Linked DNA regions of Macaca mulatta: region 1 is linked to region 2. A link is a contact called in public Hi-C data. All regions are on one chromosome and are shown on one strand. Each heading gives the region's core, a stretch centred on a gene start, on an enhancer-like site or on the middle of the called end of the contact. The rest is flanking DNA. Distances are from core to core; before and after follow the strand shown. Region 1 holds the start of LOC701808 (putative protein ARB2BP). Region 2 holds the start of TRMT10C (tRNA methyltransferase 10C, mitochondrial RNase P subunit).

What was found. A called contact is a pair of places that touch in the nucleus more often than the background predicts.
Region 1: a contact with region 2 is called in a Hi-C map of fetal cortical plate, with 1.7 times the contacts expected there. The contact joins the promoter of LOC701808 here to the promoter of TRMT10C in region 2. A contact is called at or near these places in 4 of 14 Hi-C or Micro-C datasets (CD4 T cells, cortical neurons, fetal cortex germinal zone and 1 more).

What each region holds. Positions count from the first base shown.
Region 1 is chr2:182,073,086-182,075,785 of T2T-MMU8v2.0, reverse strand. LOC701808 (putative protein ARB2BP) reads left to right here and starts at 1,267. Exons shown (of 2, transcript XM_015129067.3): 1 at 1,267-1,369. The coding sequence starts at 1,267. SENP7 (SUMO specific peptidase 7) reads right to left here and starts at 1,229. Exons shown (of 22, transcript XM_077993995.1): 1 at 1,124-1,229. The coding sequence starts at 1,163.
Region 2 is chr2:182,019,320-182,022,019 of T2T-MMU8v2.0, reverse strand. It overlaps TRMT10C (tRNA methyltransferase 10C, mitochondrial RNase P subunit), which reads left to right and starts at 1,314. Exons shown (of 2, transcript XM_015129663.3): 1 at 1,314-1,449. It also overlaps the pseudogene LOC106996647.

The DNA.
Region 1 (2,700 bases), core at 18-2,517, 54 kb before region 2:
TCTCCAGAATACACACCAAAATCGCTAACACTGGTTGCATATGAAAAGGGATTTCAGGTTTTCAACTGCTTCAAGTAGTGTCCCCAGAGATCCATAATCACTCTCCTTTGCAATTAAGGCTGAAAGAAGTTTGAGATGCACTGCCACAGGGCACTCCTAAATAAATTTGGAATTGTCAACAATGTTTCTGCAGAAATCAACGGTACCATAAGAAACAGAAAAATGAAATGAAATTGATTCATTGGGCGTTCGTTTGTGGACTGTAAGCATGTGAGTCCTCGTCCTCTCCTCCTACCACCCGTAGGACTTAACACAAGGACTTGAGGACCCCTTAATGGATGAAATGTTTGACAAAAACTTCTCGACTGGGAGGAACTCTACCTCACGTCTTTATAACTCCACCTTCTTGTTTCCAAGACGTTGTACACAAAACTGAAGATAGTCATTTAAAACAAAATAATTTCCAAAACAAAAATATGCTGAAAATAAAAACACAACGAAAGCACGGCTTCATATCCTTTGTTTGATTTTCCAATCACTTTTGGAAGACGCAGGGGAGGCTGGAAAAGAAAAAGGCTATTAGGCGGGCCTGTTCAGCAGAACAAGACCCAGCGAGGCATTGTATCAAAGAAAAGGAGTCTCCGTTCGCAAGCCCCACCTTTCCTCCCCAGCAGCAGCTACCTGCTGAGGGAAAGAGGAGGGAGAGGGGAAGGGACGCAAAGTCGAGAAGCAAAGGAAGAGAGGAAAGTGGGGTCAGGCGCTGAGACACCGAAATGAAATTGGAACATTGGTGGAATTACGAGGAAGGCGTGGCAGAGAGTGGCAAGCCAACCGGGAAGATCCATGGTCCGATGAGACGCAAGGAGAGTGTTCGCGGGAGGAGGGAAAAAATAAAAGGGGTTTTGAGGTGAAGAGCGCCCGAGGCTTCGATGACAGCTCGGACCCGGTCTTCGACTCGAGGGGCGGGGACGACCCGGGAGCCTTCCATTGTGCGCGCCCCCTCCTCTCCCCGCCCCCGCCCTCGCCCTCGCGGCTTCGGGCCGCAACCCCAGCTGCCGCCAGCGCCTCCCGTCTGCCCCGGGTAGGAGACAATATGCTTAACCCTCCTCCGACCCTTTCTCACCGGATGAAGATGGCCGTCGCCCGAGCTTTCTCTTGTCCATCTTCTCCCGCTGCTGAAATTTCAGTTGCAGGCGCTGTCACCTCAGGACCCCTCCGGCTTGGGAGAGGGAGGGGGAGGGGAAAGAAAAAAAAAAAAAGCCAGCAATGTGCGAAGCGCGCTTGCGCAAGAGCCGTCGCCTGCCCTTCGACCGGAAATCAGCTGCCCCTCCCACCATCAACCGGAAATCATTTCCTGGGACTTTTCTCTGTGGGCTGTCTCCTCCAGCGTTTTTTTCGTGGGGTTTATTTCATGATCTGATCCCCTCTGGGGAAGTGAACCATCTGGGTGCTTGATTTTAGCTTTGTTGACTTTGAAGATTAGATTGACAACAATTAAAAGGGGAAAACAGGAACTCCTCCGGTTCACTGGATCTCGCGAGGTGGCCAAACAACTATGAAAACAAAACGTTAGTGTTTGCAGTATTACGTTCCTGACAGCCTCTCTTACATATTTGCCCCAAACGCCCTTCCTCGAACTCAGAAACCAAAAGATTTTAAGATGGCAAAATCACCTAATAATAGCCTAGCTATTAGTTTAGCATTTGCACTGAAAATAAGTAGGCTGACGAGGAAAAATGTCTTAGAGAGAATTTCTTTTTAAAATTAAAACTCGTGATTTTTAAAGTTCCGTAAAAGCTAGAACTTAATTTTTCAATAACTGAAATACTGAGATGACAAAAAGTGGGTGGCTATACACTGGAATTTGTTCAATTAACATTTACCACGATACTTAAGGGACTAGACCGGTCATCAATGAACTAAAGGTCTGGTACTATTAGCCTGATCCCTAATGGTGCATATCTGAATAATTTTTAAATGAACGTGTAAGCTTTCATGACGATTTAATCACAAGTTTAACAAAATTCAGCACAGTGCTCTAAGCAGGGAAAATGTTTCTGGCATGATCCAAGCCCAAAGGGACTCTGGAAATCAATCGGGTTTGATTCCCAAGCCGGCCCTTTATACCTCTCACCCCTATCCCTCCAACCCCCATCTCCCATCCTAATGGAGTCAATAAAGGGATCGGCCCAACTCGTCCACTAAAGCAGTCCCCTTCTTCATGAGTCAAGCCTTCCTAATTATAATATGGTCAGTCCCCAGGTAGAGGTGAGGCCACAGGTGTTGTGGGGTGTTGGGCTTGGGGAAGTGTTCTACATGGCAGTAATGACCGCAAGGCAGATACACTTTAAGTCTTGCTGGGATTGAGGTTCACTGTAAGGATTTCATTTTGTTGGTTTATTTGGTTAATTTCTGTTTAACAAAAACATTGCTTTCTGAATAATAATTGAATGTTCAGTTTCCTCACAAACTAATTTTTTTAACCAAAGAACTTAACTGACTCAGAAGTCAAGCTGGGCCGGGCACAGTGGCTCACGTCTGTAATCCCAGCACTTTAGGAGGCTGAGGCAGAATAGCTTGAGCCCAGACATTCAAGACCATCCTGGGCAACAAAGCAAGACCCCCCTCTCCACAAAAATATACAGGCCAGATGTCATGACTCACCCTAGGCGGGCGCATCACTTGAGCCCAGGAGTTTGA
Region 2 (2,700 bases), core at 65-2,564:
CATGTTGGCCGGGATGATCTCAATCTCTTGACGTCGTGATCTGCCTGTCTCGGCCTCCCAAAGTGCTGGGATTACAGACATGAGCCACCGCGCCCGGCCCAAAAGTATTTCAATTTTATGAAGCCCAATTTGTATATTTTTTCTTATGTTGCCTATGATTTTGGTGTCATACTTATGAAATCTACCAAATCCAATGTCATGAAGATTTTCCTCTATGTTTAATTCTGTTTTATAGTTTTCACTACACTATTTTATTTAAGTATTTGACTCATTTTGAGTTAGTTTTTATATATGGTGTTAGGTAAGGGTCCAACTTCACTCTTCTCATGTGTATATGCAGTTTTCCCAGCACAAACTGTCGAAAAGATTGACCTTTCCCCAGTAAATGGTCTTGTACCATATGTTTTTAAGATGACAGCTAAACTAAAATAATTGAAAACATAAAAACACTGTGCTAGCTAAACAAAATATGTGGAGGCTGGATTTTGACCCAAAGGCCACCAATTTATTTACAACAGTGTTTTAACTTCATTTCACATTAAATTTTCCAAATGAACTAGGAGGAGAGAGAAACTTACTGTGGCTTACCATGTTCCAAGCATAGTGACAGGTACTGGTGATAAACTGGTCAAAAAGATTAAGAGTTTAAAGTCCTAGCGTCAGGGAGTTTGAAGCTGAGTAAGAAGATCTGTGGAAAAAAACACACTTTATTTTAGTACTTGGTCAGCAAATGTTTATAAATACGGAGCCCAAGAGGAGAGTCAGTTGAGAACAGGATTAGGAACAGTTTTTGTTTGGCTTTTTGAGACGGAGTCTCACTCTGTTGCCCAGCCTGGAGTGCAGTGGCGTGATCTCGGCTCACCGCAACCTCCGCCTCCCGGGTTCAAGTGATTCTCCTGCCTCAGCCTCCTGAGTAGCTGGGACTACAGGCGCGCGACACTACACCTGGCTAATTTTTGTGTTTTTGGTAGAGACGGGATTTCACTATGTTGGCCAGGCTGGTCTCGAACTCCTGACCTCAAGTGATCCGCCCGCCTCAGCCTCCCAAACCGCTAGAATTACAGGCGTGAGCCACCTGGCCGGCCCAGAGACAGTTTTTAGGATAAATGGAGGAAAACACAACACAACACAACATAGGTACAAATCCATGACAACTAAGAGCGTAGTCTGCAAGTACCCAACTGCCTACAGACACCTGTCTAGTCTACGGCGCTTCTTTCAGCCGGGAAAGCGTTCTTTGCGTGCTGTGACATAAAAAAGCAGCGCCGGAAGGGAGAGGGCGGAACTTCCGCCTGAGCCCCAGCAACCGCTTTGGTCTATCGTGTGGAATGTTGGGTGAGCTGCGTGCTGGCTTCGGCGCGGGTCACTGGGCGTCCATACGGCGGAGTCCTTCGTCCTCTAGGGTCCCTGCACTTTGCGTCAGCTAGAACCACTATCTTTGCACTCCTGGTAAGCGAGTTTCTTCTTTCTCCTAATGTGTGTGTTGGGGGTGGGAGGACGCCGGAGACGTTCCGGGACGCACTTAGTGGAGCATATGCGCTCGGAAGGTCCAGAGGTAAGAGGAAGCCCAGTGAATAATAAACTGTAACTAGTACAGTACCTTAAACAAAATCAGTGGTTCCTGAAACGATGTCCTTGATTGCTTTTTGCAAGTGGGGTTTTCATTTCTGTGGTATTCTAAGTCTTTACCAGTTACAAGAATAAAACTTTTAAAACTCTTTCTGAAATCAATGTTTATTAGACTGGTGCCTGGGGACTCCAGCTTAAATATTTCGGGGATTTTAAAGTAAATTGTTTTCTCTTTAAAGGGAGGCTGAGCAGGGCGCGGTGGCTCACGCCTGTAATCCCAGCACATTGGGAGGCCGAGGCGGGCGGATCACGAGGTCAGGAGATCCGAGACCATCCTGGCTAACACAGTGAAACCCCGTCTCTACTAAAAATACAAAAGAATTAGCCGGGCGTGGTGGGCGCCTGTAGTGCCAGCTACTCGGGAAGCTGAGGCAGGAGAATGGCGTGAGCCCGGGAGGCGGAGCTGGCAGTGACCCAAGATGGCGCCACTGCACTCCGATACCCCTCAAAAAAATAATAAAGGGAGGCTGAACTTTTTTTCTTTTTTTTAATGTAAGAAGCATCGAGCAAGGATATTAGGAAAATATTTGCGTGATTACTGTGAGCCAATATTTATTGACAATATTTATTGTCAAGCATTGGATTCAATGTTAACATTATAGACAAAGTCCTTGTCCTCATGGACACTAGTTAGTCCTTACCATCTAGAGAGGCAAATAGATAACCAGCCAATTACAGTACAGTGTTAGAAGTACTGTCATAGGGACAAGAGTGCTGTGAAAACTAATGGTGGAATACTAAAGTGTGAGGTGAAGAGTAGCTAGAGATGCTGATGCTGCTGACCTGGCCGCAATAGGCTTAGAAATATATGTTGGGAACAATACCAATGGATAGCAATATCCCTTGAAACAACACTGAAGGAGGACCAGATTGTGAAGCAAAGGTAGAGGGGTTATTTCGATTTGTTGCATTTGAGGTGTTTTTTGTTTGTTTGTTTGAGACAGTCTTACTCTGTCGCCCAGACCGGAGTGCAGTGGTACAATCTCGGCTCACTGCAACTTCCGCCCCCCCCCACCCCCCCACCTTTTCAAGCAATTCTTCTACTTCAGCCTCACGAGTGGCTGGGATTAC